2 separate regions of the Mus musculus genome follow, and region 1 is linked to region 2. The links are chromatin contacts, called in public Hi-C maps. All regions are on one chromosome and are shown on one strand. The core of a region is the stretch at or near the end of the contact, and the rest is flanking DNA. Distances in the headings are between cores, read along the strand shown.

Region 1 (2,726 bases), core at 97-2,596, 290 kb after region 2:
TGTGAAGTGGATGCAAGATTAGGAGTTCAAGGTCACCCTTGATTACTTAGCAAGCTTGAGTCTAGCCTAGGCTACAAAAGATGATGTTTTAAAAGAAAAGATGGGTGGGAGACTGCTCTGAGCTGTAAACAATAATCCTGTCCAGAGGAGAGAGATTGTGCCCTGCAGAGCTGCCCTGTGCCGAGTCCCGCTTCTGGGAGGTTCCTGAGACTATCATTCTCCCGTCCAGCAGGCTCCTAATTAGCCTTCCAACCGCAGGAGCCTCTGGCAGGACAGCCACAACACACAGTAACTTACACTTTGGCCAGAGCACTTCCTAATTCTATTCCTCAGCTCTTCCCAGAATCCAGCCTGACAAACCCGCTTTCAGTCTGTGCCTGCCACCTGCCCACACTGCAGGCCCAGGCCTCCTGCCCATACAGCCCCTGCTGTGCTGGGGGATGGAGCCGCCTGCAAATGAGGCAGCTTGGAGGGATGCGACAATGCCACTTGATAGACAGCCACCTTCCTAGTGGCCTTAGCCACGTGGGCTACTGTTTAGAGGAAGGAACAGTGGTTCCTGGCCTTTGCCCTCCGGGCTTCCTTCCCACCCTCTGAGAAGAAGTCATAAACAATTTGTATTCTGTCCGTGATGCTAAATGCCCCTCTTTGTCCTCAGTGGGGATGTTTGCCACTTGTCATAGCCGGAAGAAGTCTCCTGATAATCAGTCAAACAAAGAAGGGTTTGGGTCTCTGTTCTGTTCGGCTGCTGTGTGGCTTATTAGCAAGCCCAGCTGAGGTGCATTGAAGGTGCCTTCATCCTAGGGTTGCTCTGTGTGTGTGTGTGTGTGTGTGTGAGAGAGAGAGAGAGAGAGAGAGAGAGAGAGAGAGAGAGAGAGAGAATTTGAGTTTAAGTTCGTATGTGTGAGTGTGTGCCTTGGTCTGTTGTGGGTGTGGTGGCACTGCTTTTAATCCCCTCTAAGGATAAGGAGCTCATTGGTCAGCCTCCTGGTTCAGTGAAAGACCTTATGTCAAAAAATTAAAAAAAAATAATACAGAAAACAAATTGAGAAAGATGCAAGTCTCTTGTGTTCACACACGTATCCCTAAGGAATAAAGCAAACAAACAAACAAACAACCCAAATGAATTGTTGGTCCAGCCTCCAAATAACAAATATTCCCTCATTCAAGAAGTAAGGTCTTGTCCACCCTTGCAGGGTGGCCAGGTGTCTAAACCAGCCATGTGTAATGCCATAAATCCTCCCATTGTCAGGTTGGCCCTCTTCCAGATGTCTCCTCTGACTCTGTAGCTCCAGCCAGTTTCCTCCAATTCAAACCTGCTGAGGTCAGGAAAGCATCAGCTGTTGCTAAGCACTTAACAGAAAGGTCTGTTTTTAGGGTGACCCACACATGCCAGTATCAGCAACACTGGGTTATGGGGTCCATAGGGAATGTCCTCTGCCTCCTGCCCCTGTGCCAGTTACACAGATACTGCTGGTAGGAAGTTTTCTTAATGTCTTTTCATTTCCTGGCCTCTCTGTGGCTCCCTGTGCTGAGGCACAGTGGTGGGCACAGGCGTTACGTTCAGAAACTGCATGGAATCGGCCCATAGCTTGATTGCTTCTGTTAGGCACTGAAATAGTAGGACAGAAAAGATGGAAAAATGGAGCGCAGGGCCTGGCTGTCAGCACGGTCCTTTCCAACCCCTCATCTCTCCTCAAGGACACGGAAGTGGCAGTGGCGGTTGGCCCTGAGGAAGAGAGTCACACCACCTGGCTCTCTGCACTCCCATTTAGCACCTCGTAGACTTCTAGACTCAAGAACCAAACTCTCAGAGCCGGCTGAACAAACACCACCCCCTACAGTAGCTGTTAGATGAGGACTTCGGGCGTCCTCTGGGCCCTGCCGTCTTTTTAGTTGTCGACTATCTGAAGTATCACATAGCTGACTACAGCTGAATGCACATACCCGGACGATTCCTCCTGCTTCAGTGGCATTAACTAATCCTGTAACCTTGGGCAGGTTGTTTAAAGTACTTACTTCTCCCGTCTCCGAAATGGGCACCGCAGTGTTGTCAACACAACTGAGAATATTGTGAGGACTGACTGATTTAATATGTGAAAAGTACTTAGACGCTCTAAGCAGCACCCAAGTGACACATAATTCTATTTTTAAATAGCTGTATCCTATTCGGTTGGGTGTCTGTGCCCCACGGTTCATTTAACTAGATGATTATAATGGGATTTGTGAGGTGGTAAACATTTCCATCATTGTCCTCCCAGGTAAGGATTCGCCGTTTTTCTTCATTATTTCCTCAGATTAAGTTCTTAGTATATGAGTTGCTGGGTCCAGGAGAGGATGCTATTTTTAGGGCCTTTCTTGATAGCTGCTGATTTCCCCCCAGGAAAGCCTTAGTCTGCCTTCCTTGCAGCGGGGAATAAGCGGGCCAATATCCTGTGTAGTCACGTTATTAACTTTTAATCAAATGAAGGAGCAGGGAAAAGAGATCTTTTCCTGGGGGATAAAGCGGTCCTCATTCCTCACCTTTGTTCACAAGGAATAAAAAAAAAAAAAAAAAAAACACGCTAAAAACAGGCAGATAGGAAGACAGCTGGAGTATGTGAGAATAGCGCCCTCTCGTGGTAATCCCTGGGAAGGCACAAACACTTTGTAGAATGCCAGGTGGTTTTGTTTGTTTGTTTGTATTTTTGTCTGTTTTTTTTTTTTCCCCGGGGGTGCGGTAGGGT
Region 2 (2,700 bases), core at 194-2,693:
GTACCTCTTTCTTTCTTTCTTTTTCTCTTTCTTTCTTTCTTTCTTTCTTTCTTTCTTTCTTTCTTTCTTTCTTTCTTTCTTTCTTTCTTTCTTCCCTTTTTCTTTTCTTTCGAGACAGGGTTTCTCTGTGTAGCCCTGGCTGTCCTGGAACTCACTCTGTAGACCAGGCTGGCCTCGAACTCAGAAATCTGCCTGCCTCTGCCTCCCGAGTGCTGGGATTAAAGGTGTGCACTACCACACCTGGCAATAGTACCTCTTTCAATAGGTTGTTGTGAGAATTAAATAAATCAGTGCCTGCAAAGTATCAAACAGTATTTGGCTCAGAGTGGGTGCTCCGTGGTTGTGATTCTTACTGTCTTGCATCTACCACCTTGAGAATATGTCTTCAGTTCCTTATTTTTAACTCAAGAGATTACAATCAATGGGACCTACTCATGGGAACTTTGTGAAGATCAAAGGAGAAAATTCATCAAAAACTGAAAGAACAGTGTCTGGTACATAATAAGCACTCAATAAATACTAGCTACTATTGATTTAGTTAGCACTTTGTACTTGCCATGGTACCAATCCCAAGTCAGAAGTCAGGTATGCCAGAAACCAACAAAGCAACTTAATCTACACTCCAAGCTTTAACAGTATCTCAGTCAATCTTGAAGATTCTATTTCCCCCACGATGTCCAGTCTGCGCCAAGGACCTGAGAACTTAGTCAATGTCCAGGTTTCCAGAGTCTTGCTGGCCCTGAGTCCTCTATCCACTTAGACATCTGTTATCTCAGCCTGGCAAGTCTCTGCTATTTCCGAACCACCCAAGGCCTTGCCCAGTGGATCTCCTGTCATAGTTGAGCTTCTGCTCCCCTAACATCCCCAAAGACCCATTGATACTTCCCTTATATTTTACTCAAGCATCTGGGGACCATTTCTTAGTCCCCAGGAAAATCTTGCTTTCAAATCCATTGACCTCCATGGAAATTGAGATAGAAAAGTTGGGTCACAGAGTCTCCCCAGAGGTAGAGAAGCAGCAGAGCTTGCTCCACAACTTGAATGTGACCCAGAGGAAAAGATTATAGAGGGAGTTTCCATACAGTGACCATCTAGAGAAGTTTTTTAAATGTCCACTGCCAAACAGAGTGTGATTCACATTCTCGTCCCTCACTGGACACCCGGGCCTTATGCCAAGAAGTCTGCAAAACATTAGAAGAGAATAAAGAGCTGAACTAGACAGTTGTCTTCCCCTGAGAGTTCCCCATCTGCACGAACACACACACCCCTCCAGAGGACATCTGGCAATCTTTAAGAGACATTTGGGATGGTCACCATTGAATGGGAGAAGGGTGCCTCTGACATTTTGTGGGTACAGACGCAAGGTGCAACCACACATCCTACAATGCATTCGACAGTCAGCCGCCCTCTCCCCTGCCCACATAAAGGATTAATCTGGCCCCAGATGTTAGCAACATAGAGGAGGAGGCATGAAAACTGTCATGCGAGGCAAGAGAGAGTGACAAGGCAATTGTGCCAGAGGCTCGTGCAATCAAAATCACTGTGAGGCCATTTACTTGAATCAGGAGGGTCATTCCTAGGAACTTATTTCATAGAAAAGGGTCCTCACAGGCCAGAGTTTCTATTTCTCACACAATTTTAGATAGCAATGCCTCCAAAGACAGCACGGAAGCAAACAGGAAGCAGCTGCTGATCACCCAACCACAAGCAGACTGCTGGCCTCCAAAGAAGGACGTCCTCCACTGGGTGGAGACTCGGGCTATCCAGCAGCCGGCAAGAGCCTCTCCATTCAGGTTGGGCTTCTGTTGCTTTCTAGGCATGGTAATTGGACAGGAAAAGTTGGCTCCTTAATTACCACGATGCTTTCTTCTCCACAGCCTTCCAGGAAGTGCCCATGATGCGTATATGCTGATAGAGGGTGGGAAGCATCCAGGTGGAGTAGTAAAAAAAATAAAAGCCCCTCAAAAGGTCAGAAATGAGGCAAGAATCTCATCTCATTGCTCTTGTTCTGGGATATAATTGGAGAAAGACTTGCAAGTTCCAGGGCGATCTGGTGCCAGTGAGGAAGAGAAGATAGAAGAAGAGGGTTTGGTGTTCAGGCTGGAGGACGGGTAGTAGAGCGGGGGGGGGGGTGAGGGGTGGGGGGGGTGGGGGGGGGAGGGGAGGTCATGTTGTACTGAGGGTGTTGACCTGTCCTTGGTGAGGGGTGAAAGCCCATGGTATGCAGGCAACAACACGGTTTTCCATTTCCAATGTGAAAGAGGTCTTGTTCAAAACAATGAGGACAGCTAGAAGATTATCTTCAGTGGTGGGATCTTACTATTCTTTTGACTTTTCAACTGCTTTGAGGGTATGGGGGAGGAGCTTAATTTATAAGAGATCCACTGTCGTTAATGGAAGCTACAGCCAAGAATTTGAGAGATGCTTCCTACTCTGCTTGTGAGGAGAGACCTCTGCCCAGCTTGTCTACATTTTTGACAAGATCTTCTCAGCGACTGCAATGGCTAGGCTGTCCTCTCCTCTCTGGCCTCTGTGGCCAGCGGTTCTCTTAGCCTGCTTCTGTCCCCCTGGTGCATTTCCCTGGCTGTGTAGATGATTTTCTGGGACTCCTATGTCATCTCTCCATGCTCTCTGATCCCTCCTCCTCCCTCACCACTCCCACTTGCTATTCTGATGGCTCTTTGGTCTCTCCTGCTTAAT

What was found. Hi-C and Micro-C count contacts between places; a contact is called where the count stands out from the background.
Region 1: a Hi-C map of bone marrow-derived macrophages shows a contact between it and region 2, with 34 read pairs. The contact joins two enhancer-like sites. A contact is called at or near these places in 11 of 484 Hi-C or Micro-C datasets (the 3T3-L1 cell line, the AML12 cell line, the BV-2 cell line and 8 more), 29 of 115 datasets of contacts at active chromatin or transcription factors (the 230-238 cell line, CD8 T cells, DN3 thymocytes and 22 more) and 3 of 9 other capture datasets (adipose tissue, embryonic stem cells and liver).

What each region holds. Positions count from the first base shown.
Region 1 is chr15:58,974,426-58,977,151 of GRCm38.p6, reverse strand. All of the region lies in intron 3 of Mtss1 (MTSS I-BAR domain containing 1), which reads left to right. Among named protein-coding and RNA genes, the nearest start is that of Gm41330, 19 kb to the left of the region's middle. Within about 2 kb of position 1,346, at least 148 of the 459 cell types and tissues checked have an H3K27ac peak or open chromatin away from gene starts, as enhancers often do. A contact at or near this core is called in DN3 thymocytes, the N1E-115 cell line, the SCID.adh cell line and 8 more, where this site is marked.
Region 2 is chr15:59,262,629-59,265,328 of GRCm38.p6, reverse strand. The region is part of intron 2 of Gm36617 (a long non-coding RNA gene); the gene reads right to left. Among named protein-coding and RNA genes, the nearest start is that of Gm36617, 18 kb to the right of the region's middle. Within about 2 kb of position 1,443, at least 104 of the 459 cell types and tissues checked have an H3K27ac peak or open chromatin away from gene starts, as enhancers often do. A contact at or near this core is called in DN3 thymocytes, the N1E-115 cell line, the SCID.adh cell line and 8 more, where this site is marked.